Linked DNA regions of Mus musculus: all the other regions are linked to region 3. A link is a contact called in public Hi-C, HiChIP or PLAC-seq and promoter capture Hi-C data. All regions are on one chromosome and are shown on one strand. The core of a region is the stretch at or near the end of the contact, and the rest is flanking DNA. Distances in the headings are between cores, read along the strand shown.

Evidence for each region. Promoter capture Hi-C pulls out the DNA fragments that hold promoters and counts their contacts. Hi-C and Micro-C count contacts between places; a contact is called where the count stands out from the background. HiChIP or PLAC-seq counts read pairs in DNA pulled down with a chosen protein or histone mark. Capture Hi-C pulls out chosen DNA fragments and counts their contacts.
Region 1: a contact with region 3 is called in a promoter capture Hi-C map of liver, with 4 times the contacts expected there. The contact joins the promoter of Slc46a3 here to the promoter of Rnf6 in region 3. A contact is called at or near these places in 2 of 39 promoter capture datasets (erythroid cells and pre-B cells), 2 of 484 Hi-C or Micro-C datasets (B cells and CD4 T cells), 1 of 115 datasets of contacts at active chromatin or transcription factors (bone marrow-derived macrophages) and 2 of 9 other capture datasets (adipose tissue and liver).
Region 2: a promoter capture Hi-C map of pre-B cells shows a contact between it and region 3, with 4 times the contacts expected there. The contact joins the promoter of Flt3 here to the promoter of Rnf6 in region 3.
Region 4: a Hi-C map of B cells shows a contact between it and region 3, with 7 read pairs. The contact joins the promoter of Pomp here to the promoter of Rnf6 in region 3. A contact is called at or near these places in 2 of 39 promoter capture datasets (erythroid cells and pre-B cells), 1 of 484 Hi-C or Micro-C datasets (B cells), 2 of 115 datasets of contacts at active chromatin or transcription factors (large pre-B cells and pancreatic cancer cells) and 2 of 9 other capture datasets (liver and macrophages).
Region 5: a promoter capture Hi-C map of pre-B cells shows a contact between it and region 3. The contact joins the promoter of Arpc1a here to the promoter of Rnf6 in region 3. A contact is called at or near these places in 2 of 39 promoter capture datasets (maxillary cranial neural crest and pre-B cells) and 1 of 115 datasets of contacts at active chromatin or transcription factors (pro-B cells).
Region 6: a Hi-C map of Th1 cells shows a contact between it and region 3, with 11 times the contacts expected there. The contact joins the promoter of Tecpr1 here to the promoter of Rnf6 in region 3. A contact is called at or near these places in 1 of 39 promoter capture datasets (pre-B cells) and 1 of 484 Hi-C or Micro-C datasets (Th1 cells).
Region 7: a FOXA1 HiChIP or PLAC-seq map of pancreatic cancer cells shows a contact between it and region 3. The contact joins the promoter of Pan3 here to the promoter of Rnf6 in region 3. A contact is called at or near these places in 3 of 484 Hi-C or Micro-C datasets (B cells, CD4 T cells and CD8 T cells) and 2 of 115 datasets of contacts at active chromatin or transcription factors (astrocytes and pancreatic cancer cells).

Annotation. Positions count from the first base shown.
Region 1 is chr5:147,893,159-147,896,154 of GRCm38.p6, forward strand. Slc46a3 (solute carrier family 46, member 3) reads right to left here and starts at 1,657. Exons shown (of 6, transcript NM_027872.4): 1 at 1,323-1,657; 2 at 675-887. The coding sequence starts at 863.
Region 2 is chr5:147,398,995-147,401,811 of GRCm38.p6, forward strand. Flt3 (FMS-like tyrosine kinase 3) reads right to left here and starts at 1,495. Exons shown (of 24, transcript NM_010229.2): 1 at 1,226-1,495. The coding sequence starts at 1,271. It overlaps Gm26597 (predicted gene, 26597), which reads left to right and starts at 560. Exons shown (of 2, transcript NR_165432.1): 1 at 560-905; 2 at 1,793-2,817.
Region 3 is chr5:146,219,978-146,222,898 of GRCm38.p6, forward strand. It overlaps Rnf6 (ring finger protein (C3H2C3 type) 6), which reads right to left and starts at 1,480. Exons shown (of 5, transcript NM_028774.3): 1 at 1,243-1,480; 2 at 425-507.
Region 4 is chr5:147,859,378-147,862,190 of GRCm38.p6, forward strand. Pomp (proteasome maturation protein) reads left to right here and starts at 1,251. Exons shown (of 6, transcript NM_025624.3): 1 at 1,251-1,314. The coding sequence starts at 1,312.
Region 5 is chr5:145,082,561-145,085,764 of GRCm38.p6, forward strand. Arpc1a (actin related protein 2/3 complex, subunit 1A) reads left to right here and starts at 1,309. Exons shown (of 10, transcript NM_019767.2): 1 at 1,309-1,412.
Region 6 is chr5:144,222,260-144,225,023 of GRCm38.p6, forward strand. It overlaps Tecpr1 (tectonin beta-propeller repeat containing 1), which reads right to left and starts at 1,356. Exons shown (of 25, transcript NM_027410.2): 1 at 1,236-1,356.
Region 7 is chr5:147,428,475-147,431,484 of GRCm38.p6, forward strand. Pan3 (PAN3 poly(A) specific ribonuclease subunit) reads left to right here and starts at 1,682. Exons shown (of 19, transcript NM_028291.5): 1 at 1,682-2,535. The coding sequence starts at 2,106.

The DNA of each region.
Region 1 (2,996 bases), core at 407-2,906, 1.7 Mb after region 3:
TTGCCACCAAATATGCCTAAGTGAGCGCAGTTCTGAGCTTGCAAACGCAGCCCTGTAGATAAACAGCTGACGTCTCCTGAATCCTGCTTGACAGAGCCTGCCTCATAAGAATGATGAGAATGATGACAAAGCTCTTGTCAGATACACACAGAACCGAGCGAGTCCCCACCACGTCTAGCTAAACGGTTTTACTGAGAGCTAAAGTAAGCACTCGCCAGCCCAGATGTGGATGCAGGACTCAACTCCAGGGAGCCCAGTTTATCTTATCTAAGGCTGCCTCCAGACCTCAACAATTGCTGCCCCGCCCCCATGGGAGGCAGCTGACTCTGGTCAGTTTTTCTGGACTTTTGTTATTCAAGAGACCAAGGAAGAGTGGGTGAGATTGTAGTGAGATTTCCTAAGGATAAAAGAGTTGGTCCCACAAGGTGGGTGGGGATTGGGGACAGGAGTGGAGGTGCCTTAGAGAGTTAGAAAGAGCCAGATTAAAGGTGTCAAGAGGAACTATTAACCGAAATAGGAACAGAGAGAAGGTGGCTTAATTTCAGTGTGTGTGTGTGTGTGTGTGTGTGTGTGTGTGTGTGTGTGTGGTCACACCTTGGAGAGCCTCTTTGGTTTGGAACCTGTTTCCATTCCCTGTGACTCCAGGATGGGAGGTTTTAATTTTAATTTCTTACCTCCCGGAATGCAAAGATGGAGCTGCTTTTGTTTTGGTCACACTCAGAGCCATTGCTATTGGAAGCAAAGGTGTAGTTACCGGTTTCCTCCCAGATCCTCCGGTACACGTACTGCGCTGTCAGCGGGATGGTCAGAGTCATAGCAAACGCGTTCAGGAGAATGGCGGGCTCTATGAATGAAATCTTCATATTGCTCAAGTGGGCAGATCGAGTCTATTGCAGAGCGGGAAGCGGGAGGAGAGAAACGGGGCGAGTGTGGGGGGGGGGGATAGAAATCATCAGTTGATTTTTTATCCCAGAGGCTAAATTCTCAAAAGTGGGGAAGTTGGAACAATGTGTCATAAACAAACATTAGCAAGCAAAAAGAGTTCCAGATTTCTGAGAGAGTGCCCTTGCCGGGAGAGGGTACCCTAGTTCTCTCCGAGGAGCAGGGACTAAGTCAACCTCCGCCCCCGACTCCGCTTAGCTAATGCTCACAGTGCTGAGCAGAACAGCACCGGCCGGTTCCCATAAGGTAAACAATGAAGTTACCCGGGGACCCGGAGGTTATGTAATTACTATTATTTTGGCTGCAGGTTAAGGGCCTTGTAAAAAGCAGCTCCCGATCGGAAGGGGAGTTTAGTTTCTGTTTTCGTTTTTAAAACTCACCCCACGGTTACAGTTTTCCTGCTAGGCTAGGCACAGGTGGGACCGTAGTCGGGACTGTGTTCTCCGTTACCCAGTGCGGGGCGTAGCGCCCCCGGGTTTTCAGCACGGTTCGCCAGCTGGGAAGAGCCAAAGGAAGGGGCAGCGAGGTGGAGCTAGACCGCAACAGGGGGACGTCCCTTGGGACGGGACACTCGAGCCCTGTTAGAAGGCAAAGAGAAATAAGCGCACCTCCCGGACTCTGTTGGCCCTGGACTCAGTCCCCGCCGCTCCCCGCGCCGCCGCACTCTTGGTCTTTGGGCCCTAGTGGTGACTCGGCCGCCGAGCATCATCACTCTGCCAAGAGCTGGCAATCTTCGGCCGGAGCTGTCACCCGCTTCCCTAGCTCGCTTGTGATTGGGTATGGCGGCCGGCGCCCCCGTAGCGATTGGTCTAGCGCAGTGTCATTCTCTTGCACCCGCCCCCGAAGGTTCAGCGGCTGAATCTCCCCGAGTTGCTGGGCAAGTTGGGTGATCCCGGCAGCTCTGCGAAGGTTCTGCTAAGCGTATCTGGATAGGATTATTGGTTTTCGCTGAAGCGCCGTGGAGTCATAGGTATCTGGATCGAGAGTTCGAGACTAGCCCAACGATATAACAAGACTCCTGTCCAAAGCAGATAATGATAATAATAATAATGATAATAATGATGATAATAATAAGTGGTTGGAAACGTCATACGCTAGGGTTGCAGTTCACTGCAGCATTCCGGTGGACCCAGCAAGCGTCTGCACAAGCAATGTGAGAGAGAAGACACTGAAAGTTCATGAGAGGAGAAGAGTTCCGAGTAGGGGAGTTGTTGGCCTTGGGAAAATTTAAACGAAATATTCACTACATTTTACGTAGTCATTTATTTTATGTGTATGCCCACGCCGAGCAGAGGTCAGAAAATGGTGCTAGAATTTGTGTTACAGGCAGTTGTGAGCTGCCCTGAGAGCGTAGAAACGGAACCCAGAGCAGTAAGTGTTCTTCATTAGTGAGCTTCTCTCCAGCCACCCCTGCTGAGTTGCGGGGGAGGGGATTGTTAAATCTCTCTGAAAGTCGGCTCTTTCTCTGTTGAGAAGATGTAAGTAAGTCTCACAAAGCCATGGCAACACCCTAGACAGTAGGACCGCCGCTAATGGCCGCCAACGCGCACAGCTGGAGCACACCTGCAGCTGATAGGGGGTTACTTCCTGAGGAAGAGAAGCAAGCTGAGAGTTCTGTGATTTGGGGACCCGTCCAAAAAAGGAAGACCTTAGGCTGGAGTGGTTGCGTCAGGAAGTGGGGGACAATCCTGCAAATGCGCCTCTTACTCTTATCTAGAGATCAAGGTCAGATGTGGGCCAGAGCCTTATTGATAAAGGAGTAACACTCCAGACTATGGGCTATTTTTGCCCAGATGAGAGTACTGGTGCAATGCTCCTAACCACTGAACCACCCTCTCTCGAGGCAGATCTGGAACAGCTTCAGAGTGGGAAGGGCGGCTAAAGGAGCTGACTAGCAGAAAAGGATATTCTGTACTGGAGAGAAGGCGATCTGATGACTCTAGATAGCCACAGAGAGAATTGAGGAAGTAACTCTCAACATCGCACTCTTGACAGTTTCACAGCACTGTACAATCTTCATATGCCTAAAATAACAAACATTGCTGCTAGCTGAT
Region 2 (2,817 bases), core at 245-2,744, 1.2 Mb after region 3:
AAGGAGTTCAGTGCGGTTTGAGCATGGCTGCAAGTCCTACTCTGATTCTGAGTTACTTCCCTAGAACCCTTTAGCCCTTTAGAAAAATCATCTCTGCTATGGGAAAGTCACTAATCTAATCTCATACACAGCCAAAGCTAACCATTTTGCATTAATAGAGCCTGAAAAGAAAAGCACGCCACGCCATGCGTTTGAGATGTCCCTGTGCATCAACTCGCTTAAGAAAGGTACAGCGTTCTCCCCATCCTTTTCCTTTATAGCCTACATTTTTTAATTTTATCATCTTTTTTTTTAAAGTAATTGGAAACCGTTTCTGCTCATTTAATGTTGCAAAATGTTTTCTCTATTTGTCACGGAAGGTTCAAGCCAGAATCCTAAATGTTGGAAATGAAGGGGAAATAGGCCACTGGGCAGACTGAGGCCAAGCCAGGAGTGCCTCAGAAGGCTGCAAAACTAGGGCAGGGCCTGATCTCCCCCCACCCCCACCCCCGACTTCTAGAACTGTCTCCAACTCCAACTCAATCCAACCCCCTTGTCTTCCCAAACAGAAAGCTGACGCGAGACCGATTAGAACTGGGCAGAATGGGGACTTTCCCCCCTATAGTTAGTTACTATTTTCAATCACAGCTATGCTTCTACCCGAACAGGCAACTTGGGAGAGTAGTCCTAGGAGTCCTTGAAAGTGTCACTAGGGTTTAATCCTAAAATAAGAAAAGTATGGAGAGGGGAAGGGTAGCTAGTTTTTAAATTTATAAATCTGTTTTGCATAGTATTTCCAAAGTAACTAGCCACTGAGTGAAGCGAAAATTGGTACAGGTGGGGGTCGTTAGCAGGGATGACCGCTCTAGCAGAGGATGCTCGCAGTTTTCCCATTAGTTTGCTCTGTCAGCCTACATCTCAAAGAGGTGAGAACGCACCGGCTCGAGAATCTATAGTACCCAGAGGTCGGGTCAGGGAGTCTCGGGCCACCTGCGCTGCTGAAGAAGACTCTCAGAGGCTGACGGAGCATCCAAGCCCAAGCCCAGGCGCGGTGGCCTGGGGACTGAGCTGCAGAGGAGCGCTGCGGAGGAGGGTGAGGGCAGGGGTGGGCAAACCAAAGCCAAGTTCACCGCTTGAAAGGGGGGACGTGAAAGAGGGGAGTGATGCGGCGGCGAGGGGAGCGCGCGGTGGGTATGAGGGAGTGATGCGCGCTCGGCCGGGGTGCAGAGGGGGTGAGGGGCCTTACCAAGCAGCAGCAGCCGCCGGTCGCTGCGCTGCGCCAACGCCCGCATGGCCTCCGGAGCGCGCGGTAGCCAGGCCGCCGGCCCAGCCTGTGATGCGGTCCCAGCGGCGCGCCCCGGGCTGCAGGTGGCTCGCTGAAGGATGCGCGTCACTGACCACAGATTCCCTCGGACTGGTGCAGAGCAGAGGGGGAGGAACCTCTCTCCAGAGGCCGCGGCCGCTCGCTGCTAGGCGGGCTGAACTGGCGCAGTGCTGCAGCCGATCCCACGTGCCCGCCGTGGTCCCCAGCCTGCGCTCCTGGCACCGGGACTGCGGCAGGGGAGACTGGGTGCGGTTCGGCTGGGGAAGTTGCCTGGACTCCGTGGTTGAGTCCCCGGACCTCTGCTTTAAACTCCTAAGGGTGAGAAGAGTGGTGACACACAGACCTCCTTCTTCATGCGCGGGGATCTTTGATGTCCCGTGATGGGCACTGAATCGGTGCCATACACTGGTAACCCCGTGAGTTTTATTCCACATCTGGTAGATCTGCATTGTGGACTGATTTTCTTTGTCTCCCTGTCCTTTCTTATAGGATGTCCAAGATTCCCATCCACCTCCGACCCAGAAAAGCAGACGCGGTTTCAAGGTCAATAAATTAGAGAGGTTAAACAGACACCCAAACAAATTAGACCGTGCACCTCAAAGGATGTTTGGAGTTGTCACCTCCTAGTTCTGGCTTTTAGTCTCATAGTGTCTCTAGGTAACAATTATTTCCCGTGCATCAAGCTGAATATTGAAAGCACAGGATAGCAGCCCTGGCTTCCCCATGAAGGAACCCTCCTGAGCCATTTGTCCTCTGTGTCCTAGTTCTCTCCCCATAATGACGTCAGTAATATCGCTCCATCACAGCAGTCCTCCGCTCCTCATTCTTTTCATCGTTTTTCTCTTCAGGCATGACCCCTGAGAGCATACAAGCACACTAACAACACTGTTTCTCCTCCACTCAGTCCACAGCACTATCAGCCTTCCCGCTAGGGGAAACTTCAAAGTGACGTCCTCCGGGCAGCCACTGTGGAAAATGACATGGGCTTGGTGCTTTAGGCATTTTAAGGTCAGGTGCCCGACGCATGGATTCCACTTCTGGAATTGCAACAGGAGCATGAAGAAACATTCCAACATTCCTGCACACCACAGTGAGACTGTCCACTGATCAGCGGCCAGACGGAGAAATATACATATGTAAAGCAGCACATTTCATCTTTAATAGGGAGGGCAATTCCCACACAGCTACCTCTCCAGCCTATTCATGGATCTTTTTTTTTTTTTAATCATCTGATAGCTTTGTGGGGCTAGAGATGTAGCTCACCGGTAGATTGCTAGCTTAGCTCTTGCAAGGCCCGGGGTTATATCATCAGCAAGAAAAAAAGTAAAAGAAAAAGAAGAAGAAAAAGAAAAAGGGAAAGAAAAAGAAACACAGACCCAAAACCTTCCAGGTGTGGAGAGTTCACTCTCCGAGACATGTGGTGCTCAGGCTGCTGAGATGTGTATCTGTGGTTATCGGTTATTCATCTGGAACCAGAAGACAAAGCTTAGGTCCAGCCCATCCCAGGACAGTTC
Region 3 (2,921 bases), core at 230-2,729:
CTCAGATGTTAATTTAATTAATAATATCAAAAAGTAAAGGATTTCCATTTGCACTGCAATCAGTAACTATTAGCAAAGTGCATTTTTGGTGGTCACAGCAGAAACTTGGTTTTTTTTTTTTGGGTGGGGGGGGTGTTTCGAGACAGGGTTTCTCTGTATATCCCTGGCTGTCCTGGAACACACTCTGTAGACCAGGCTGGCCTCGAACTCAGAAATCCGCCTGCTTCTGCCTCCCAAGTGCTGGGATTAAAGGCGTGCACCACCACGCCCAGCTTAGAAACTTGATTTTTGAAACAGATGTTTAATAAGTGGAAATCTAATGACAAAAAAAGTCAAGTTCTTTAAAATATTAAAAAACCAGAGATCTTCTCCTCCAAGGCAATATTCTTGGATTAACTAAGCATAAGTAAGGCAAAATGAATACCTTATTTTCCTTTGAACATTCTTCTAACAGATGAGACTGTATCCATGCTTCTGATGTTTGTGCCTCTTTTGAGAGCTGCTCATCTGAATAAAAACAAAAGTTGTATTATTCAGCAAACTGCCTCTTTGAAGTCCCGGAACACCCAGTAGTCTCCCGACTCCTCTGCAAAGCCAGAGCTAAATTCTCCAGAAGGTTCTGTTATACCATCATCTAGGTAATTAGAGACTCATACAATTAGATAACAAAAAAAAAAAAAAAACCTCCCAGAAGGTCTCTCCTCCTACACTGTCACCGCTCCGAGGATTGCGCCTCCTCCTTTCTCAAAGGCCTTCGTACCGTATCACGTTCCCATCTGGGTGTAGCTAGGGTTAGGTGAGGAAGTTAGTTTAGTTCTAAGCCTTCACTTCGTTGTCAACCGCCCCCACCATCCCGCTACTGGTTCTTTTCCTTATCCTGTTAATCGAGGCCCCCGACTAGGGTTAAGATGAAGTCCCTACTCCAGTAAACGAACTGGACTCAGGAACCCGACCAATCTCACCTCAATCTAGCCTCAAGTAACGCTTCCCCTGCGACCTGGATTTGGCTTTGGGGCCGGCCAATCAGCAACTAGCAAAGCTCAACCAGCAAGCAATAAGCCAATCGGATAAGAGGTAAGTGTCTCTCCCCTCGGAACCCCGCCCCCTAGCACGTCCTCCTCTCCGAGGCGTCTCCCGGAAGTAGTAGTGAGACTCACCAAATGACCCTTCCCCCGCCCCGTGTACCCAACGCCCCCTCCCCCCGACCCCACCTCCAGCGCGATGACCCGCGGTTGTTCTCACCGAGGCGGCGAGGGGGCGGAAGGTTCTTGGCCGAGCCTTCGAAGGCCGCTACGCCCTCTAATCTTCCCCTGAGGCGCGAAGCTCAGAGTCTGTGTTGCTGCTCGGAGTCGACCTGGCGGAGAGAAAGCTAAGAGAGGAGCGTCCGATCTCCGGCCTTCTCGCACCGCCTCGGAGAACTAAGACTGGCCACCGTCTGCAGCGACCCTGCCGGTGCGTCTGGAAACGGCGCTCCCCGGAAGCCGAGCCGCGGCGCCCGAGTTCCGCATCTGCTGTGCGCAGGTCCGGCTGTCGCGGGCTCGGGTCAAGGCACTCAGAGCCCGTGGCGGCTTCAGGACCGAAGGCGGAGGCGCCTTTCCACCCTTTGGAAATGCCAGCTCCTCTTCTCGTATTTCAGTGTCCTTTGACGAAGTCTGGAGAAAAACGCATCTGTCAAGCTGTTCGTTGCTCATTACTACCCGGGTTAACTACCCAGTTTGAAATTTTCCCTTAGTGTAGTTCACTGGGATGAGGAAACTAAATATCAAGTGCTTGTGATGAGAAAGCACTTCGAAGCTCCCAATATTAACCATTCACGTTCTTTCTCTCCCGCTATCCCTTGTCTAATTTCTTTTTTCATTATATGACACCAGATTTACCCAACCATTTCTTGTGGTCCTGGTAGGGCCCTTTCCTGACACCCCCATCAGCCAAATGGCTTAATCAGTTTAATACGCGCATACTGCTGTGATTCATAACTCTTTCCTCCCTTCTTTCATTATTGAGTGACTTTGTTTTGTTTTGAGACGGGGGCTCATATAGCCCAGGCAGGCCTTTAGCTGGTGAGCTTCTTGCCCTTCTTAGGGATGTGCTACCATGTTTGCTGGGTGCTTTGTTACCATGATGTAGCAAGCCTTAGCATCAATGAAACTACTAGAGTAAAAGGTGATACTGTCTATCAGGAGGATTCCCCTCCTCTCTCCCCATCTGTTTAATATTTAAAACATAGGAGAGTGTTACAGATTTCTCCTGTAGAAAAGTGACCCCAATTGGGGAGACCAATGGCTTTAAAGTGGGTTGGGTCTTATTTAGGGTGTCCTGCTTGGTGATTATTTTCTCTCCCTTTGAATATTGATCCAAACTGTCTATATGTCCTTTTATGTTGTTGTTCTGAGGATAAGACTTTCCTTTGAGTTTCCTTCTGGAAGTAAGGTTATTGTTGGAGTTCCTTTCCCCAACTTCATCAGGGAGCTATGTGATGGAGACAGTGGTGGGTGTATGTCTCTGTGTAGCCTGACTTTGTTTTTTTTCTAGTATCCAATTGCTTCATGATTCTCTAAAGCTTTCTTTGTATAGCTCTATTTGGGATTGTGGTGGTTTGAATAGGAATGGTCCCCGTAGATCCATGTGTTTGAATGCTTGGCCATAGTGAGTGGCACTATTAGGAGGTGTGGCTTTGTTAGAGGAAGTGTGTCACTGTGGAGGCAAGGCTTTGAGGTTTTAGATGCTCAAGCTACAGCCAGTGTGAAACATATTCAGTCTCCTCCTTGCTGTCTGTGTATGGATTAAGATGTAGAGCTCTCAGCTCCTTCTCTAGTACCATTATCTCCTGCACACTGCTATGCTTCCCACCATGATGCTAATGGACTAAACTTCTACAACTATAAGCCAGCCCCAATGAAATGCTTTCCTTTACAAGAGTT
Region 4 (2,813 bases), core at 1-2,500, 1.6 Mb after region 3:
TGACTGCAGAACCCAAGTGACCAGCCGCCTCATCCTCCGGCCAGCACAGCTAAGACCTGTTTTGTCTTCTTCTCCTTCGTGCTATGCCATACTCTCATAATGTGAGCAACAGGGCTGGAGAGATGGCTCCGCGGTTAAGAGCATCTGTTGCGTCCCTTTCCCAGCACCCAGAGGGTGGTTCCCAACCATCTACCTATAACTCCAGTCCTATAAGACCCTAAGACTCTTTCGTGTTGGCAAACACCGCTAATGTTGCAAAAGAGTGTGAGGGCACCAGGCACACACCTGATGCACACGCAGACAGTCAAACAAAACGTTTTAGAGGAATCCTTTAAAAATTAATTTTAAAAAGCTTAATGAAAAGCCGGGCGTGGTGGTGCACGCCTTTAATCCCAGCACTTGGGAGGCAGAGGCAGGCGGATTTCTGAGTTCGAGGCCAGCCTAGTCTACAGAGTGAGTTCCAGGACAGCCAGGGCTACACAGAGAAACCCTGTCTCGAATAACAAAAAAAAAAAAAAAAGCTTAATGAAAAGACTTAGGGAGATGACTCATGTACAACATGTAGAACCACGTTATTTGTAATTCTAAGAGCCTGACATACGTTAGCTCTGATGACCCTGACTTAAAATTGTCACCACCACCACCCCCATGTCACCGAAAAGGACTTAGTCCCAGGGAACCTCCCAAGTCTTTGCTGTCTTCCAGTCTGGCCACACTGACCATATCGCCGCCTTCTGCCTCCCGCTTTTAAGTTGCTTATTATGAACGAACCGGTGGCCAGACCTGACTTGGGACTCAGGTTGTGATTGCCCCCCAAGTTCGGAAATATCCACACCCCACAACCCTGGAGCCCGCCTCTGCCTGAGGCTCGGTGCCTAAGCTAGCTTGGTCCTTTCCTTAGGTTCTACACATACCCAGCCTCGGACCTTCGATTTATAAAACCGTAAAGGCCTGTTGTCCCACTTTTGACTCAGCAGAAGGACTTTATGTAAATCACCACCGTGCGTCCTTGGATGGCCCGTGGGAAGTCTGTGCATTTGCACACGCCCATCTAACACCGTCCCGCGAGGCCAGGGCCAGTGCACACCCGAGCTGCGCCCTTGGCCCTCGCTCACCGGGGGACAGCGAGCGTGGGAGCCCCGGCCCAACGCTACTCCCTGCTCCTCCCACGCCCCCTTTCCTTCCTGGCCGGAAGGACGCACTTCCGGCGGATGGGGCGGAGGGGTGGGCGTCTCGGCCCCGGAAACGGAAGTGAGCGGTTTGGCCGGCGGACTCGAGCAGGTTTATAGATCTCACAGAGCTGTTTCAAAGATGGTGAGTGAGCGCGGAGGGCCGCCGTCGCGGCGGGTACTCGTGGTGCGGGCACGATCGCGACTGCCCGGTCCCGGCGGGTGTCTGACGTGGGCGGGACCCGGGCTGCACTCTCTCGGGTGGTCCTGGCTCCGATCGGACGGCGCGGGTCAGTTCCCCGGGCCTCCCAGGCCACAGCGCCCCTTCCCAGCAGTGGAGGCGGATGCACTCCATGCACTGGGCACCTCCGAAAGCCAAGCCTTGTGTGCGTGTTGGGACACGCCACGTGCCTTCTCCCTTAGGGTGACTGCACCCCTACACCCGCCAAGGCGCACGACCGCCCGTTGCATTCGTACAGCTCAGCCTCGGTTTACAAACATCTCTCTGTGTGCCATGTGTCGCTCCCGTTTTGTTCGTATAGTTAGTGCTTGAACTCCCTCGCATCCCCCTCTGGCCTCTCCTCCCCTTCTGGCCTCTCCTCCTGCCCCACTTTCTGTTTCTCTTTGAGCATAGTCCTGAGTCACTATGGCACTCCTCCGCACGCCATCTGCCCACGTCCAGAAAGCTTGGATTGGCAGAGACCGCTAACCAGTGTAAAGGAATGTGAGAAACGCTGAAATATGAATGGTTTTTAGGTCTTCATAGACTTAACTTGTATCTGACACTGAACTAGAACCTTAAGGAGTCCTCATATTTTACAAAAGGACACCGGGACGATAGTAACAGCAATACTAGAGTTCAGAATTTCCCCTTTGTGTGTAGCGAAACTTCTCCTTTGGTGCTTTTCAGTACATCTGTCCCCAGGAGAACACTGTACTGTAGTGGTGTCAGTCAGCATTGGGACAGCTATAATCATAGACAGGGCCAGTCCTGGAAGTCTGTGCTTGACTGGCAGTCACGGAGTAGGTGACTGTCCAGGATAGATTACCTGTTGTCTTCCTGATCCCCGTGGTTTCCTGTGTGAAGAGTGGGGACACCAACAGTACCAGGCCCTTGAATTATAGAGTTGGAGCCCCGAACTCTATTTCTCAGATGTTAATGAGGTCTAGAAGGAGATTGTTAGCGATTTTGTTGGTGAGGTGGTGTGTTTTGGGGAAACCTTGTGCAGAATTGGGGAGACTGGTGAGGCTCAAGCAAGACCCAGTTGGGGCTGCTGACATTCCCCCCCATGCGAGCTGCCAGGTCAAATACACAGGTGAAGTAAGTCTATCAACTAGCTGCTTTCTCAGAATTGTTTGGTCTAGACTAGTAACAGAGACCAGGTCACCTGTATCTAAGCAGTTTGTGCTGTCAGATGTCGGGTGACAGTGACAGTTCCAAAGGAGCTGTTTTTAGCCTTTTGCACTGTTTCAACTAGCTGCATTTATTTTTAATCATAGAAGACAGCTCCTCCCCCTTTCTGTCAGATCCTATGACCTCATGTCTAGGTGTCATGCCGTAATTCCACCTCTGGTATTATATTTGACCTGCCTGTTCCCTGGGGTTCTGTCCTCAGCCTTTTCATTGGGTTAAAACACTACAGC
Region 5 (3,204 bases), core at 59-2,558, 1.1 Mb before region 3:
ACACACACACTCACACTCACACACACACACACTCACACACACACACACACACACACACACACACACACACACACAGACCGATAATAATTCTAAAGACCATAACGCAACTGTTTTCAAGGTGGGGCAAACACTTAGGGTAAGGAATCCGAGCACTGCTAAGCAATGCTCATGGATATTTGACTCGAAATAGACTATTCCCTTATTTCTGTTAGGGCAGTGTTTACTGTCCACTGGGTCAAATATATAGACCACCACAAGACAAGGACTGGGGTGCCTACCTCTAGTGGAACCTGGGTACTTAACTGGTTGCTTCATAATTTCTACCAGAGCAGGGGCAACAGTCTGACTGGATGTAGCATTCAGGGCAGTTCTTATAAATTGCATCTACATAGAATACACTCTTTCCATGTCACCATTGCGCCTTCTTGTGGTGTCATTGTGGGTGCAGGAACAAGTGGTCCTGATCTAGGAACAGTCAAGGGGACTCTTAGGTAGACTTGAGACTTTCTACTGAGGGTCCAGGACAGGGACAGTCCGCCAGGCAGAAAATAGTCACCAGTTCTGACCCACCCTCTATGAAGGAACACAAACATAGTTTCAAGGGCTGGCAAGATGGCTCAGCTTAAAAGATTGTATTGTTCTCGCTGAGGACCTGAGTTCAGTTCCCAGCACCCACATGGTGTAACTTACAATTCCAGCTCCAAGAGGATCTGTTGCTCTCTTGGCCTCCAGGGGCACCTGAATTCACATGCGTATACCGACACAGACATCCATATAATTCTTTTTTTTTTTTTTTTTTTTGGAGACAGGGTTTCTCTGTGTAGCCCTGACTGTCCTGGAACTCACTCTGTAGTCCAGGCTGGCCTCAAACTCAGAAATCCACCTGCCTCTGTCTCCCAAGTGCTGGGATTAAAGGCGTGCGCCTCCACCGCCCAGCCACATAAATATTTTTATTTTATTTTATTTTATTTTGAATTGTTCTTCAGAACCACAAAGCCTGAGAGATCCTAGCTCAGTAATTTGTAACAAAAAGCACTTGAGAAGCTCCCAACGCTGCACACTTGGGCCATGGTTCAGAAATGTGTGTGTGTTAAAACCTCCTTAAAGAAAGGAGTAGGACGCCCATCCAGTTCCACAAGCACGCCCTAGCGCTGACGAGCGGCTGCCTCACCTGAGCAGCAGCCGCTCTTCAGACAGAACACGCCAACAAAGGCTACGTTCTGCGCCTGCGCCTGCGCCAAGCGCCAGCTGAGAGCGGCCGCTCTGCGCAGGCGCTCCGGTCACTTCCGGGATCTGTCAGCCTCTCCCTCTAGGCCTCCCTCCTCCGTCCGCGCCCGCCGGAGCCAGTTCGCGTCGACTGACCAGAGTCCGCGAATCGTCCGCTCCGGACCTCCAGACCTCCCCAACCTCAGGTAAGGAGCCACAGGGCGGAGAGTCTGGCCCGGGTCGCCTCCATTTTTTTTTTTGTATGTTCTATGGCACGCGGGGGCGGCGGGCCCAGGGCTGTTAGGCGCGGGGTCTGGAGCTGAGGGGCCCGGGATCTCAGCCCTTCGTGGTTACCTCTGAGTCCCTGGTGCCCCCCTCACACACAGACCGAGCGTTTCTGAGCACTTTCCAGCTGCCCTCCATCTCGGATGAGAGAAGGAACAACTCGGCTTCCGACACCCCCATAGTACCATTTGCACCCCTACTGTGAGCATTTACCACAATCTGTAAAATTAGTTTAGACGGGCGGATCTCCCCCCCCATCCCCCGGTGGCTTGTCACGAGTATCTGTTCATCTCGTCAACATCTAGGATGTTGCCTAGAGCAGCCTCCGAACCGTCAGTTATTGGGGAACCCTTCCCAGCAAGAGAAAGCCCATCTTTCCAGTAACCTTAAGATTCCCTAGCTCTAGCCCCCGCCCCCGCAAGTCAGACTTGTACTCTCCTCTGCACCCGTATTCATAGGGTCCTTTATGTAGAACCCTCCGAGTTCCCGTTTGACTCTGCCACTTTGTCAGGTGTCTCTGGGAAGGTTGTTTCTTGGTGCCTCAGTTTCCCCAGCTGCAGTAAGAAGATTCTTAGTCTACTTGGTTTTATGGGTTTCGCGTGGAGTTCGTGTGCTTGAGTTGCTTACAGCAATTCCTAACCCAGAGAAGCTGTTCAAATGATCTGATAATAAATGATAGCCATTACTGGTGCTTCTGAGACTTTCAAGGCATATCTGCCTTCCTTTACTTTCTGCTCTCTTTCCTCCGGAGAAGGACATGAGGACAAGGATTTATTCATGTTCCTGGCCCCGTTCAGATACTGAACACTGTTGGGAACATGGGAGGCACTTAATAAATTGCAGCTTAGAATCTCTGAGTATAAAGCCATCTGTTGTCATGGTGTGTTTCTCTCCTATCTTCTCCTTGCCCAGTTTCTGAAATGACCTAGGTTGGCATCCTATTTTATCAGTTCCCTTAATCTTTTGGTTTCCTAGTAGGCCTTAGGATTTCAGGTCTCTATAAGTTATCAGTCCCGGGTGTTTACCCCATTAGATCAAGTCACTGGCTGTCTCAGGGGTGGGGGTTGGGGGAAGGCTTCTTCAATTCATATGCTGTTCACAGCTGAGAGGACCCATTGGAAATTGCAGACTCCTTTAGAGGATGGGTGGCAGTGTTTTGAATCTAAATTATCTAGTGTTAGGTCAAAATAAGTTCTCTACAGGAAGTGTGGAGATGGTCTGATGAAGCTGGAATTTCTAATGAAGCCTGTCAGAACATTGGTAGGGCGTGGTGACCTGTTGGAGCACAGGTATCGCTGGGCTGGGTAAGGAGAGCAATTAGAAACTAGATGAAAGCCGGGCGTAGTGGCGCACGCCTTTAATGCCAGGACTCGGGAGGCAGAGGCAGGCGGATTTCTGAGTTCGAGGCCGGCCTGGTCTACAGAGTGAGCTCCAGGACAGCCAGGGCTATACAGAGAAACCCTGTCTCAAAAAACCAAAAAAAAAAAAAAAAAAGAAAAAGAAAAAAGAAACTAGGTGAATCAATGACTTGAAATTGACCCTAACAGGGAATGGAAACTCTAACTTATGTGAATTTGTCAAGTCCCAGTGGAATGGGGTCAAGACACCAACATGTCCTTCTAGGACTGGTTCAAAGCTTTGTGTCAGAGGAAGAAAGAAAACCAATTTACTGGGCTTCCAAGATGGCTCCACCACTAAAGGCTAGGCTTACAA
Region 6 (2,764 bases), core at 106-2,605, 2.0 Mb before region 3:
AACTGTAAAAATACTTGTAAGTGAGCCACAATGGCACTTGCTTATAACCCTAGAGCTGAAGAGGTGGATGGATCCCTGGGGTTTCCTGGTTGGTTAGCCTAGCCTAATTAGTGGGCCCCGGGCTAGTGAGAAATCCCAGCTTTAAAAAAACAAAGTGGATGGTGCAGGTTGACCTCTGACTTCCACAGCCGCTTGTGCATCTGCACACACAAAGAAATTAAAAACAAAAACAACAGCAACAACAAGAAAACAGGGCTGGAGAAATGGCTCAGTGGTTAAGAGCACTGACTGCTCTTCCGAAGGTCCTGAATTCAAAATCCCAGCAACCACATGGTGGCTCACAACCATCTGTACAGCTACAGTGTACTCATATACATAAAAACAAACAAACAAACAAACAAACAAACAAAAAGCAGAGCAAGCAGTGGGCAGTAGATGCTCTTGAGGCCACAACACAGCACACAGAAGCCACAAAACGTTTACTTCTGCGGAATCTGTCTTCAGGCTGCAAGACTTCTTCTGGTTTTTCTATTACACCCTCACTCCTGTCTGATGTGCACTGGCTATTAAAGTTGTTTCCTGGCTGCCAAGCGCAGGGACCACTCCAAGGTGATGTTAGGGTTAAAAAAGAAGACAGGAAATATCAGAGCTTGTATGGGAGTGGGGGCCCTTCCTGGAGAGTAAATAGAGTCGGGCCCAGCCCCAGCCGGCAGGAAGCGACCTGGCTTTGATCCCAGTTCCTGCACTTGGGCGACAGGTGGGTCCCCTGCACTGTCACCAGGAGCATATGTCGGAGCTGTAGGGCTGTGACCATCTGCCTACACTAATCCTAAAGCAAGCAGATTTGCTCCCAACGTCAAGGGAGAAGAAAGGCTACAGACAGGCTCCTGGATGTTCCATTTCTCTAAAATCATGCAGGCTCGGCGATCGGCGTCTTCAAATCTCTGCAGTCCTAAGGCTGCAAAGGCTGCAATGGGGGTCATGCTATGAAGCGGGTTCACGAGCAGACATTTAGGGGTTCCAAAGCAGGGGTAGGGGTGGTGCCCTGTAGGTGTGCAGCAGAGAACACAAGTACAGTCCCCTCTCCCTCCCTCGATCGTCCCAGTTAACGCAGCCAATGGAGGAGAGGGATCGGAAAACTGGGAGCACCTCTGCTCTGTGCCACCCAAATAACATCGATCGGAGTCTCCACGGCCCTTGTCACCGATGTTACGGGGACATCGCGCCGCACTTACCTGTGCCCACGCCCGGTGGGGCGGGTTCCCAGCGGAGGCTTCTGTACTCCTCGGTTTTAGCTACAGTCCGGCCCTCCCCCGGCCTCAGGCTAGAGGGCGGGCCGGAAGCAATAATCAACTCAGCGTTGATCGGCCAGATTCGGAGTGACGCAACTGCCTGGAAGCTCACGATTGGCTGCTGCGCTCAGCCGCAATTTCTCCGGCTCGGGGTGGCGCGCGTGCGCACTCTCGAGGTCGCGCCGGGTCCCGCTAGCCAGCGGCGCTCTGTGCTAGTCGGGAGGAAAGGAGCGGGTTGCTACGTCCCCTCTCAGGACTCCGCGGGTCCCAGCGCGTCCTCACATGCCTGCTTCCTGCGCTCCAACCTTCTCCGGCACGTCCCTCCTTCTTGCCTGAAGCACTTCTCGTCTACACCGGCCTGCACCGCTCCCGAAGCGGAGTCAGGTTTTTTCAGGGTTGGATTTCTTTAGTTGACACAGGAGTCTGTTTTCCAGCCTTCATAAGAAAGGATAGTCGTCATTTCTAATTCTTCATTTCTTGTTTAAAGATTTATTTATTCTTATGTGCCTTGTGCAGTTTGCCTTCTTTTGCCTGCATTCATGTCCGTGTGACGTTGTCAGATCCCCTGGTACTGGAGTCACAGTTGTGAGCTCCCATGTGGATGCTGGGTATTGACACCGGGTCCCCGGGTTAGTGCTCTTAACTGCTGAGCCATCTCTCTAGCCTCTTATTAACTTTTTAGTTTTTAAAAAAATATTTATTTGTATGTGTGTTCCTGTGTGCACGTGCGCAATGCGCTAGGTGCAGAGATCAGAGGACAGCTTTCTAAAGTTGGTTTTTTTCCTACCACCGTGTGGGTCCCAGGGTTCGAACTCAGTACTTCAGGCTTCTCAGCCTTTACCTACTGAGCCACCTCACCGGTAAATTCTGTATTATTTTTTTTAATTAGTGTGTTTTAGATTTTGATTTGTTTATGTGTGAGAGTATAAGCAGATGTATGTGTTGTGTGTAGGGGTGTGTGTACCTGTATATAACCCACACAGGCCTGAAGAGGGCATCCACCGGGTGCTCTCTGCTGCTATTCTGCCTGTTCTGAGGCAAGGTTGCCTACTGTCTTCATTAGGCTGGAATCCAGCAACCCCCTGACACCCCCTGGTTTCTGCTCACCTTGGGGTTAAGGTTAAGTCATTTGCAGGGACACCTGGTGTGTTAAGAGGACGCTGGATCTGATTCTGGTCCTCACTGCAGAGCAGGTGTTCTTAATGTCTGAGCCATCTCTCCAGCCCCTCGTTAGTTTTAGGGGGTCTTTTTTTTTTCTCTCCTTACAACATTTATTTAGTGTATGTGTGTCTGTCTCTCTGTCTTTGGTCAGAGGACAACTTATTGGAATTGGTTGTCTAGTTCTATTGTGAAGCGAGAATCCATATTCAATTGAGTTCAGGTTTTCAGGTGAGTGTCTTTACCCTCTGAGCCATCTTGCTGACTTGCCTGGTTGGTTGGTTGGTTTGACACAGGGTCTCACTGAATTACTC
Region 7 (3,010 bases), core at 432-2,931, 1.2 Mb after region 3:
CCACCATGTGGTTGCTGGGATTTGAACTCTGGACCTTCGGAAGAGCAGTCGGGTGCTCTTACCCACTGAGCCATCTCACCAGCCCGGGGATCCCTTTTCTTCTTAAAGGAAATGTGAATGTTGCTACTTAGCATTTTGGAACCTTGTGATAGTTTCTAATTGCCTTCAAGAAAAAGTCCAATCCCTTAATACTGCCTGAAAAGCACTTCTGCGAACTCTGCTCAGCTGTGTGATATCATTACACTACTAAAACCCTACCCCCATTCACCTGGAGACCTCCTTCACAAGCTGTTAGCTTCGGCTAGAATGCTCTTTCTCTACACACCTAGCAGCAATAAAAAGCAAGTGCTAGATTGAATTCTTCCCAAACACGGGACATTTTTATGAACCACTTCGCTCATTATGAAGTGGATACTTACTTAATCTCAAATGTACAAAGGAGACACAGAGAAGCAAGCAGGTTCCAAAGGCAGGTCTGAATTCAAGGATGCTGTAAACACTCTCCCCACTCCCCAACAGTTCTCAGTAGGAGTTCAACTCTTTAAATCCCCTCTAACAGCTGATGTTAACACTAGACACTAATTCACATCTTATGCCTCATTAGCCGGAGGATAAATAAGCCCTCTGAATTCAGGTCCGACTGCATCTGGTTAACTTTTGCATCCCCAGCTCCTTGGGAACATGTAATTAACATTAACAAATACCTGTTGGATATTTAAATGAGTGAACACTGCGTCCACGCAGAGATAGCAGCTTAGAATTTCCCTGGGCAGCATCACTAGGCTTACCAGATTGGGATCTATATAGCATGCATCTCAACCTCACCCTTTTGGCAGTGTGAAACTTTATATATTCTTTTGTGACTTCGTCAGGCTGCCACGATTCCTTAAATGCTGCCCACACCCGTCCTTTTCATAACAGGGATTTGTCTTTTGAGAAAATCTTTTAGAGAAGATTTCTAAAACCCTAATATCAATTTTTCACTTCACTGCGGTTCAATTGTCTTCACGCCTCTCCCCTTTAAAAAAAGGTGGTGGTGGGGGGAGCAAATTGGAAATCAATGAGGGGAAAACTTTTTTTTAAAAAGTGAATTTCGAATGCAGAGTAGGAAAACATTCCAGCACATTTGGAATTGGGTCTTCCCGTGCTGCCAAGGTAGCACTGTCCCAGGTGGCACCTTTGAGAGAAAAAAATCCCGAGGGCCATCAAAGCGGAGGAAACAGGTGCTGCTCTAAGCAGGGGTTTGGTGGCATCCAGGGTTCTGGCTCCATCTTTTGACAAAGAGCCCAGAAGCTAAGGCTATCTGGCCAGTAGTCCATCACCTTCGAGGGGGAGGATTTAAAAAAAAAAAACAAAAAAAAAAAAACAAAGGCTAGAGGGGTGGCGGAGCACAGGGAAAGGGAGAGGAAACGTGACAAACGGAAGCAAACTCTCCTCTCCGGGGAGCGAGGTTGGGCTGCGTCCCCTTCCAAGGACCTGAGACGGACTGTCATTTTGTGTTTTCCCCTCCAAGCGGACTACCACCGGGTCTCGTGAGAGCCTCGGCGCCGCCGCCGTGGGGAAGGCCTCCCTCCGAGGGCTCGGGCTGAAGCAACCGCCTCCGGTCAGCTCGCGGACGCCCCGTGGGGGCCACGCCTGCGGTCCCCCACCCCCGGGCCAGGCCTCCTACCCACAAGGCCCCGCGCCACTCGCGCAGGCGCAGAGGCGGCGAGCGTCTCAGGAAGAGGAAAATGGCATAAACAAGTCGGGAGGACCCGGAGCGCGAGCCGACGAGCGAGCGGAGGGCAAGAGTTTAAAAACAAACCGGCGGCTCCCTCCCGCCGTGCCTTTGCCCCACAGCTTCCGGTCGCCGCCGCCTCAGGGTCGTTTCTCCCCGCAGCCCCGGCCGCGCGCCCACCGCGGCGTCCCGCGCGGCCCCTTTAAGGACAGCGGAGAGGGAGAGGGAGAATCCCTGCTCGCCGCCCGCCCGCCCTTCCCCCTCCCCGGGCGGCTCCGGCTCCCTCAGCGGGGCCCAACCCGCCCGCCCGGCTTCCATCCGGCTCCGGCGGCGGCTCCTTCCCGCCCTCGTCTATGGTGGCGGCGGGGGACGCGGCTGCGGCGTGGCCATGAACAGTGGCGGCGGCGGTGGCCTCCCGCCGCCCTCGGCCGCTGCCTCGCCGTCGTCGTCCTCGCTGGCGGCGGCCGTGGCGGTGGCGGTGGCGGCCTCGTCGGGCGTCGGGGGCGTCCCCGGCGGGCCGGCGGCGGCGGCGGGCGTGAAGCTCAAGTACTGCCGCTACTACGCCAAGGACAAGACGTGCTTCTACGGCGAGGAGTGTCAGTTCCTGCACGAGGACCCAGCCGCCGGCGCGGCCCCGGGGCTTGGCCTCCATAGCAACAGCGTCCCGCTGGCGCTAGCGGCCGCGGCCGGGGCCGCCTTTCCTCCGGGAGCGCTCCCGGGCGGGGGAGCGGGGCCGCCCGCGGGGCCCAAGAAGCCGGAGCTGGGCGTCCCGGGGGCGGCGACCGCGGGCGGCGGACTCGATGGCCCGCGGGTGGCGAGTAAGTGAGGCCCGGGCGGGGTGGTGCGGTGCGGGGTTGGTGCGGTCCGGGCGCGGGGAGGAGGCCTGAGCCTGCCCGCTTCCCCTCACCTCCGGGCCGCAGGAGAGGCCTAGGCCCTGCGCAGCCCTCCTTCCTTCTTCCTGTTTCCTCTCTGGGCTCCGCCGCTCGGGGCAAACCCCGGAGCTAGGGGAGGCGGGTTCCCGGGAGCGTGGGTGGACGGACGGTCGTGGTGTAATTGGGGTGGGGTGGGGGGCGCTGGGAGTGGGGTGCGGGGAGCAGGGGGGATGGGCTGCGGAGTGGAAGCAAGGGGGTGTCGCTTCCGGGTTTGTGTGTGTGTGTGTGTGTGTGTGTGTGCGCGCGCGCGCGCGTGTGCGTGGAAAGGGGCTGGGTCTGCGAGCACATGTGTCGGTGCGTGCTCGCGTGGAGCGCGGGCTGCCGAAAGTTGCCGGCTGGGAACTCCTTCTAAAGGATGTCC